2 separate regions of the Gasterosteus aculeatus genome follow, and region 1 is linked to region 2. Evidence: chromatin contacts called from public Hi-C data. All regions are on one chromosome and are shown on one strand. Each heading gives the region's core, a stretch centred on a gene start, on an enhancer-like site or on the middle of the called end of the contact. The rest is flanking DNA. Distances are from core to core; before and after follow the strand shown.

Evidence for each region. Hi-C and Micro-C count contacts between places; a contact is called where the count stands out from the background.
Region 1: a Hi-C map of liver shows a contact between it and region 2, with 2.3 times the contacts expected there. The contact joins the promoter of nr2f1a here to the enhancer-like site in region 2. A contact is called at or near these places in 2 of 6 Hi-C or Micro-C datasets (liver and skeletal muscle).

Annotation. Positions count from the first base shown.
Region 1 is chr13:12,742,127-12,745,870 of fGasAcu3.hap1.1, forward strand. nr2f1a (nuclear receptor subfamily 2, group F, member 1a) reads left to right here and starts at 1,537. Exons shown (of 3, transcript XM_040195739.2): 1 at 1,537-3,417. The coding sequence starts at 2,985. LOC120830818 (a long non-coding RNA gene) reads right to left here and starts at 329. Exons shown (of 4, transcript XR_013452118.1): 1 at 226-329; 2 at 1-144.
Region 2 is chr13:12,591,438-12,595,083 of fGasAcu3.hap1.1, forward strand. All of the region lies in intron 5 of LOC120830819 (a long non-coding RNA gene), which reads left to right. Among protein-coding and RNA genes, the nearest start is that of LOC120830819, 120 kb to the left of the region's middle. Within about 2 kb of position 1,389, at least 2 of the 9 cell types and tissues checked have open chromatin away from gene starts, as enhancers often do. A contact at or near this core is called in liver, where this site is marked.

The sequences.
Region 1 (3,744 bases), core at 287-2,786, 150 kb after region 2:
TTCTTCTTTTAATGTCCGACTGTCCACTTTCTCCCTCTTGCTCTCCTCTGGCCGTCTCCGGGCTTTGCACTGGTGCCCCTATAGCCCGCTCCCATTCGCTGCGCCTCGCGTTCTACTCGCATCGAGCGGAGCCCCGTTTCCAATCTGCCGAGTTAAATCTTAATGATACACTCACTGGAGGGGGGGAAAAAAAATCTTTGTCCGATTTAATGTTATTGGTTTCACCTTTTCGAGGAGCTGGAGATGTGGCCGGGGAGTTTTAGCGGAGTGTCCGAGACAGGGACGGGAGAGAGAGCTCTTGAATACTTAAAAAACAACCCATCCCTCCTATGCGCTTTGAAAGGGGGCACTTGCATATTTAGGCTCTCTTATACCTGCTAATTTCTTAGCTTGGTTGAAGCTTGTTTACAACAACTTGGTTTATTTGTACGACATACGGTTTGTATTAGGTAACGATTAGTCTTTTACAGTATAGTGTTAATACACTGTTTTTGATAACGACTAACGCACATCTATTTAACTGTGTGTTCCATCTAAATCACATCCAGTCAAATAAATGGTACATTTTGGGGACTAACAATATTTCAATTAAAAAAAAACTACTTTATTCATTGTTGTCCATAACAGGTTTTTTCTATGTCATTCGACCTGAACATCAAAGGGATGCTGTTTTGAGAAAGTAAAATAATAGAAGGGGAAATGGTACGCAAAACGTTTCTTATTTCATTTCTAAAATCAACTTTTATGTTTTAAAAATTCATGTTTGATGACTCGTGCATGCATTAATATATATGGTTGTAATTGTACAATGTACGCTAGATGGCAGCGCGATCCAGACATTTTTTAGTTCGAGGTGGTAAGCCTGCAGAAACCGTCACACAAAAAGCCGGAATCCCCATGTAAATTCCATGCAACTTTGCATGATTTTGAATTACTGTCATTATTAAGACATAATATGACACCAGCTCAGTGATTGTGAAGACTATAGGACCTCAGTAATTATGGAATATTGCTTATTACTCGGTCTAATTTTAGAGATTTTCGACCGCTCGCACGACGTCCCGTTTGTATAACACATTGTCTTTTCTGCATTATTTTCCCTGTTGGCATTTTGTTAACCTTCATATCTAGTTTTAAATACATTGTAAGTTTTAATCGGCGAGACTGTGCCGGTTATAGACGAGGGTGTACCGCAATGCGCATGCCAACGAGGCAACAATGTGTGGGCATTTCAATTCGCTTCGAAATAATACCGGCACCCGTTCATTTTATAATAAAGATACGAGTCTAAGACAGACCATTTTGAAACTTCGGGGGAATTTCTGAGCCATAGTCCCCTTTTCGCCGTTGCGCCTAGTTTTTGGACTATTTGTCGTGCGTAAAAAAGCTTTGTCCCCTTTTGCCTTTAGCCCGCTTTTTCTGCTATTCTATTCAGGGTTTCTTCCTCTTTTTGGTGACAATAGACGGCCCATACTAATCAGGTTTCAAAGTAAATAGCAGCGCGGGGCGAGCTCAATGTAAATTGTGCCTGTCAAAGCCCCCCAGCCCCTCCAGCCGTAGATTGCAACACTGCAAAAAATATCCATGCCCAGACATTAGTCTGTTCAGTATTGAGTCGGAAAATCTTGAATTTACCAAAAGAGGAGACTGGATCTTCCATCAACGTGAGATGCTCCCACTTGTGCCATGCAATGCTAATCAAGCCGTCAATGTAAATGTTATTACATCGATTGTTCATTTACAAAGGGGATATCCTTGTGTACTTGGCTTTATTTCATTGTATTGGCACCTGTAAAATGAAACGCGATAGCGGTTGGAAACAAGCGGATGCGCGTAATCGGCACTTGGCTATTTTGTACTGTGTTTAATAAGAAATATAACATTTAAAGATTTGAACACGGGACCGGATGACTTGTCGAGATGGACATTTTTTGCAGTGAATGAACAGAGGGGGACTCTAACCAATAGAAAGAAAGAGAGGGCTTGGCTATAACCTTAGCCTCCCATTTTCTCTCTCTCCCTATCTCCCCCCTCTCCTCCTATCCTCCTCCTCTATGCAGGGCTCTGGCCAGTCAGTCGCCTTTGATTATCAGTCTCCAGCAGCCCCTCTCTTGGCTCCTTGACACGAGCACCATATAAGGCGCAGCGATCTCCATAGAAACGTGTCAGTTTCAATAGTAGTGTCAAAGTTCACTATATACAGACATTCGCGCAGATCCCTCGTTTCGGAAACATTGCTCTGCTGGTCCTCCCGTTTAAGCGCATTCATTTTTTGGGTCTCTCCTTCTTCTTGCATATTCTATTAGTTGTTGCTGTTGGTCTTCTTTTTTTTCATCTTTTCTCGTCGTATCTCCATTCCTCCTGCTGGAGAGAGGTGAAACTATACATGGGCACTTCATTCGGCGACGCGGTTTGCTTTTGCTGCTGGGCGCGATGATGAGGCTTATTTAAGAATATAGATGTGAAAATCCGGCTCTTCAGTTTTTTTCCCTCCACTCCTTAAACGACGAAGACGGGAGTGTAAAGGAGCAAGGGGAAGAAAGGAGAAAGGAATTTATCTCCGCAGCACTTTGGATCGCGTGCCTTTCCAGCAAAAGGTTTTTTTTTCCTCCCTCGTTCCTGCGTCCATGTGAATCGCTCCTGCCGTCTCTTTGTGGCTATTTTGTATCAAACTGCAATTTGCTACGACCGGACTCTGCTTTTCACAAGATTAGGGATTCCTGAATGGCTGACTGCGATTTACCTTGGAACTGGCCTCCCGATACTTGCAAATCCTGATCGGGTGCCTTTTCAATCCCCCTGTATTTTGATTGCATCGATCGCGTTCTACTCTCATTCTTACCCCGTATGAGATTGCGTGCTTCGATTTGACTTTGCACTGCCCCGTCCTTTTGAGATCCCGTCTCTTCTTTTTTTTCTCCCCCTTCAACGCTTCGTAAACACCGGCGATCATTTCGCTTTATAGCACTTTCCGGGGCCGAGATATGGCAATGGTAGTTAGCGTCTGGAGAGATCCGCAGGAAGACGTGGCCGGAGGACCTCCGAGCGGTCCGAACCCCGCGGCGCAGCCGGCGAGGGAGCAGCAGCAGACGGCGTCGGCGGCTCCGCACACTCCGCAGACCCCGAGCCAGCCGGGACCCCCGTCCACACCGGGGACCGCCGGGGACAAGGGGAGTCAAAATTCCGGACAGAGTCAGCAGCATATTGAATGTGTGGTTTGCGGAGACAAATCGAGCGGCAAACACTACGGCCAGTTCACCTGCGAGGGATGCAAAAGTTTCTTCAAGAGGAGTGTACGGAGGAACTTAACATACTCGTGTCGTGCCAATAGGAACTGTCCGATTGACCAGCACCACCGAAATCAGTGCCAATACTGCCGGCTGAAGAAATGTTTAAAAGTGGGAATGCGGCGGGAAGGTGAATATATTTTTAAAGCCAATCCTAATTGCGCCTCCTAGTAGCAGACGAACGGGGCTGCCATGTTGCATTAAGGTCAAAGGCGTATGTCTTAGCACACTGCGGTCTCAATCCGGGGTTTTCGGGGATGTTTGCATGAATGGTCGAGCTTTCTGACCACGTAGGACGGGCAAAGGCCAGTGCAGTCACCGCAGTTCAGCGTGTGAATACGAGCCGCCTGAACAAAGCGGCTCGTCGAGCTGATCCTTTTATTTATCTTTTTCTTGCAGTGTAAATTGTAGTATTATCAAACAAAAGCATTCAGCCCACTGGGCTTTTTTTACGTAT
Region 2 (3,646 bases), core at 139-2,638:
CTCCTCCCTCCCGCTCTCCCTCACTCGCTCCCTCATCTGGGTCTGCTATCAATGCTGGAGTGAAAGTGGCGACAGAGTCCCAGTGAAATCTGTTAATTTAGAGCGAGAGAAGGTAATTAACATGCCCTCAGGCAGGGCTATGCTATAGGAGGCACCTAGCATAGCTTAGACGTGAATGGAAATCGCCATGTTCGGTTTTACGACAATAAGGAGCAGATGCCGTGGCTGTGCTCACAAAAGCCAAACCTGTGAGGAAAAAAAAGCTGCCGACGCAACGTCCAATAACAGCCGAGTATATTTGTAACTGGATGCTGGTGTGGTTAGTGTTTGATGTCAAATGTCATATTTTGATTTATCAGTCAATTTTCTTATTGCTAGCTAGTCATTCCGATGTTACATAATTGTACATTTTAATAATACATATTGCATTAAGTTACAGAAGAAAATATGATGGAGGAGCAAGAGCATTTGCCCTGGGGTGAATTTACAACACTGAGTACAAATTATGCAGAGTTTTGCAGAAAATGTAATATATTTTATTTCTGTTCCTTTTGGCCAAAGGATGAAAAACTTTAATGAAATGATCCTTTTTGTGAGGAACACAGAAATGTATCGTTGACTGTTTTACACTTGAGCTATGTCCAACCGAGGGCTGCACACTCTTATAAGCACCTGTGGCACATGCCCTTTGAATAAAATGAAAGCAGATAATTTATCAGCTGTCTTGACTTCAACCCACAATAGGCCTGTATTTGAATTGACTACATAGCTGGACAGTGAAGGGAAACTTTTCTCTCTCTTTGGGAGCAGGAAATCATTCGAGTATAGGAGTGAAAGAGCGAGAGACAAAGAGAGGCCAGTGAACACTAGAGGGGGAGCTTACCCATGATGCAGCCTGTGTTGGTCTGACAGAGGGAGCTGTTCTCAGGGCCCCAACACGTCCACGCCTTTTTATCACCCCTCCATTCCTGCGTCTCTCCCTCCTCCACCTCGAGCGCAGGCCGTGGGAGACCTCCAGGGATCAGAGGTCAAGGGTCGAGAAGAGCGGCGGGCCATTTTATTGTCATTCTCTCAGGAACGAAAAAGGGGAAGTGTTTGTATGTGTGAGCGTACATGTGCGTGTAGGAGCGTTTGTGTGCATCGGAGAAAAAGACCGACTCTTGGGATTGCACCCTTAGACATCGCTGCTGAATCTCTCCAGATGTGTTAAAAACAGAATTTTCCATGTATCCATGTATGTAATGCATACACACAGGTAATGTTATAGTTATTATGCACATGGGTTAAGCGGTGGTATTTGTGGAGCATGCATACGGTGAATACGTTGTGAACAGAGCTGTTTGGAGAGAAGGGGGTGAACTGGCTGCTGAGTTCCTAAGTAGGGGGAGAGAAGTTTAGGAGGCCTCACACTGTGATATGGAGCCCTTAAAAGGCCTCTGGAGGGAGTGTAATATCAAGAGCAGGATTATTCCCAATCCTTCTTCTCCTCCCCCTCCTTCACTCCCCCTCTTCTTCTCCCTCTCTTCTCTCTACAGCTGACCCTCATTGCCTCCCCTCTCACTCCTTACATCATTTAAATGTCTAAAGAGTAATTGAATGAATTATCATAAATTTTTTGACAAATTCATTGACTCGGCAGGCTGAGTGAGCCAAACGTCTCCTTCCATTTGCGTCTAATAAGACATGACATTTGAAATGAGTTTATGTGCTGGTTAGACCTTTTGCCTTTTCCCTCGGTTCCAGAAACAAAAGGCCAATAAGTGAATGAGGGGGTAAATCTTCAATGCAACACAGACTGCAGACTTTTAAGGGAAATGTGGTGACTACAGCTTGAAACATGGCATGTATCCATTTTGTACTCTTACATATTCAGCCTGGCCTTTTTTTTTTAAACTTGTTTTGAAGATGTGCTTCACAAACCAAAGTCAGGAAAGGGGAACTGTTGTGGGGGATGGAATTTAGCGCTGCACAGGCTGTTCTCTCTGACCTCGGTGTTCCCACATCAAAGAGCCTCCCTCAGCCCACTTCCCTCGACGCGAGCTGAAAGGAGCGCTTCAGTGCGGCGGCTTGTGCGCGTGTGTGTGTGTGTGTGTGTGAGTGAATGTGTTGTGCTGGAACCTTCAGGCTGCCTTGAATGCTGCCAATATGTTGTACTAGACGGCGAAACCAGGTTCTGCTCTAGAAAGGGTGTGGAAAGAGTGACCATATTTTCCACAATTCCTTTTCACTTGCAAACGCAATTTTTAAGTTTTTAAAGCTGCGTCGGCTCACTATTGCTCATTAAACACGCTGCAGGTTAATTGCTGCAAGAGGCTGAAGGTTACAAAGCGATGTGGCATATTTGGACGAGTTTCGTGTCGCTCTCTTGTTGGTCACATCCATGTGCCCTTCGTCTTCTGATGAGGGTGAACAGAGGTAAATGCACAGTGTGTGGGGGCGCCGCGCACATGACGGGGAACCCGTGCACCAAAAGAAATGCAGGACACACATGACAGCTGACAAAAAAAGCGCCGTAAACTGCGTAGTGATTCTTGTTAGAGCAAATTGGTCAAAGTGTGGAACTGTTTGTTAGAGACAGAAGCTTGGGCGTTTGCCGTGACAAAATAAAAGGGGCTGCTTCCGTGCCTCCGTGTGATGCAACAGCTGTGCTTGCAATTGGCTGCTCGTACTCTCCCAAATAGTCAACATCCACACACACACACACACACACATTGCAGATGCATGGACATTTAAATTGTCACACCAAACGGAAAGTAAACATCAAAAGTATAACCCTCAGTAAAATGCTCATTTTCTTCAAAAGCAAGCGCATGTTCACCACGTAAACGGCAAACACAGACATACACAAGACTCCCAGTGCTCCTGCCGGGTGAAAAATGTGTATTTGCTGACAGGCAAAGAGAAGGCCGCCACCAAGTGCCTCATCCGGCTGGCAAACGGCTCGATACATCATGGCGCTCTCCTTTCCCCGAGCCCCGGCTCCACTCCGGGGCCAAATCGAGCATGTTATTCTCTGCTCACCACTGACTTCCCCCAGCCGCCCGGTGACTGAGGGTCCTCTCCTCCCACAATGGAGGGAGAAAAGAAAAGAGGGAGAGAAAGAGAGGGAAGGAGAATGGGAGAACAAATCTGAACACACGTTTCTGCACACGCAAGCATGTGCACACACACACACACACACGCGCACGCACACGCACGCACACGCACGCACACGGTCCAGACGGGGAACCGATAAAAAAAGCCACACGCCCTAATAAGCAGGCATAGACACACACAACGACACACACACCCACACATACACTCGCTGACCTCTGTGCTTGCCACCACAAGGCCGCCACTGATCTTCAAATACAGCAGAGCATCAATCAGTTTGCGACTGCCTTTTAGTGTCATTTTCTTCCTTCGCCTGGCTTTTTGTCCTCATCCTCTCAACCTTTTCTCTGCTCCTTGAGTATCCGCACTGGCGTCTGCTCATTGTGCCTGAGCCTGCAGAGCATAGGTCATATTTAGTTTATCTCTCAGCTCCCCCTCGCATATCAGGACTGTAAAATATCCCAAAGAGATAGAGCTGGATAATGTATGTAAATCCAAATTGTTGTATCTCAGGCACTTATTTATTCCACTTTTTTTTATGGAAATCTTTTGA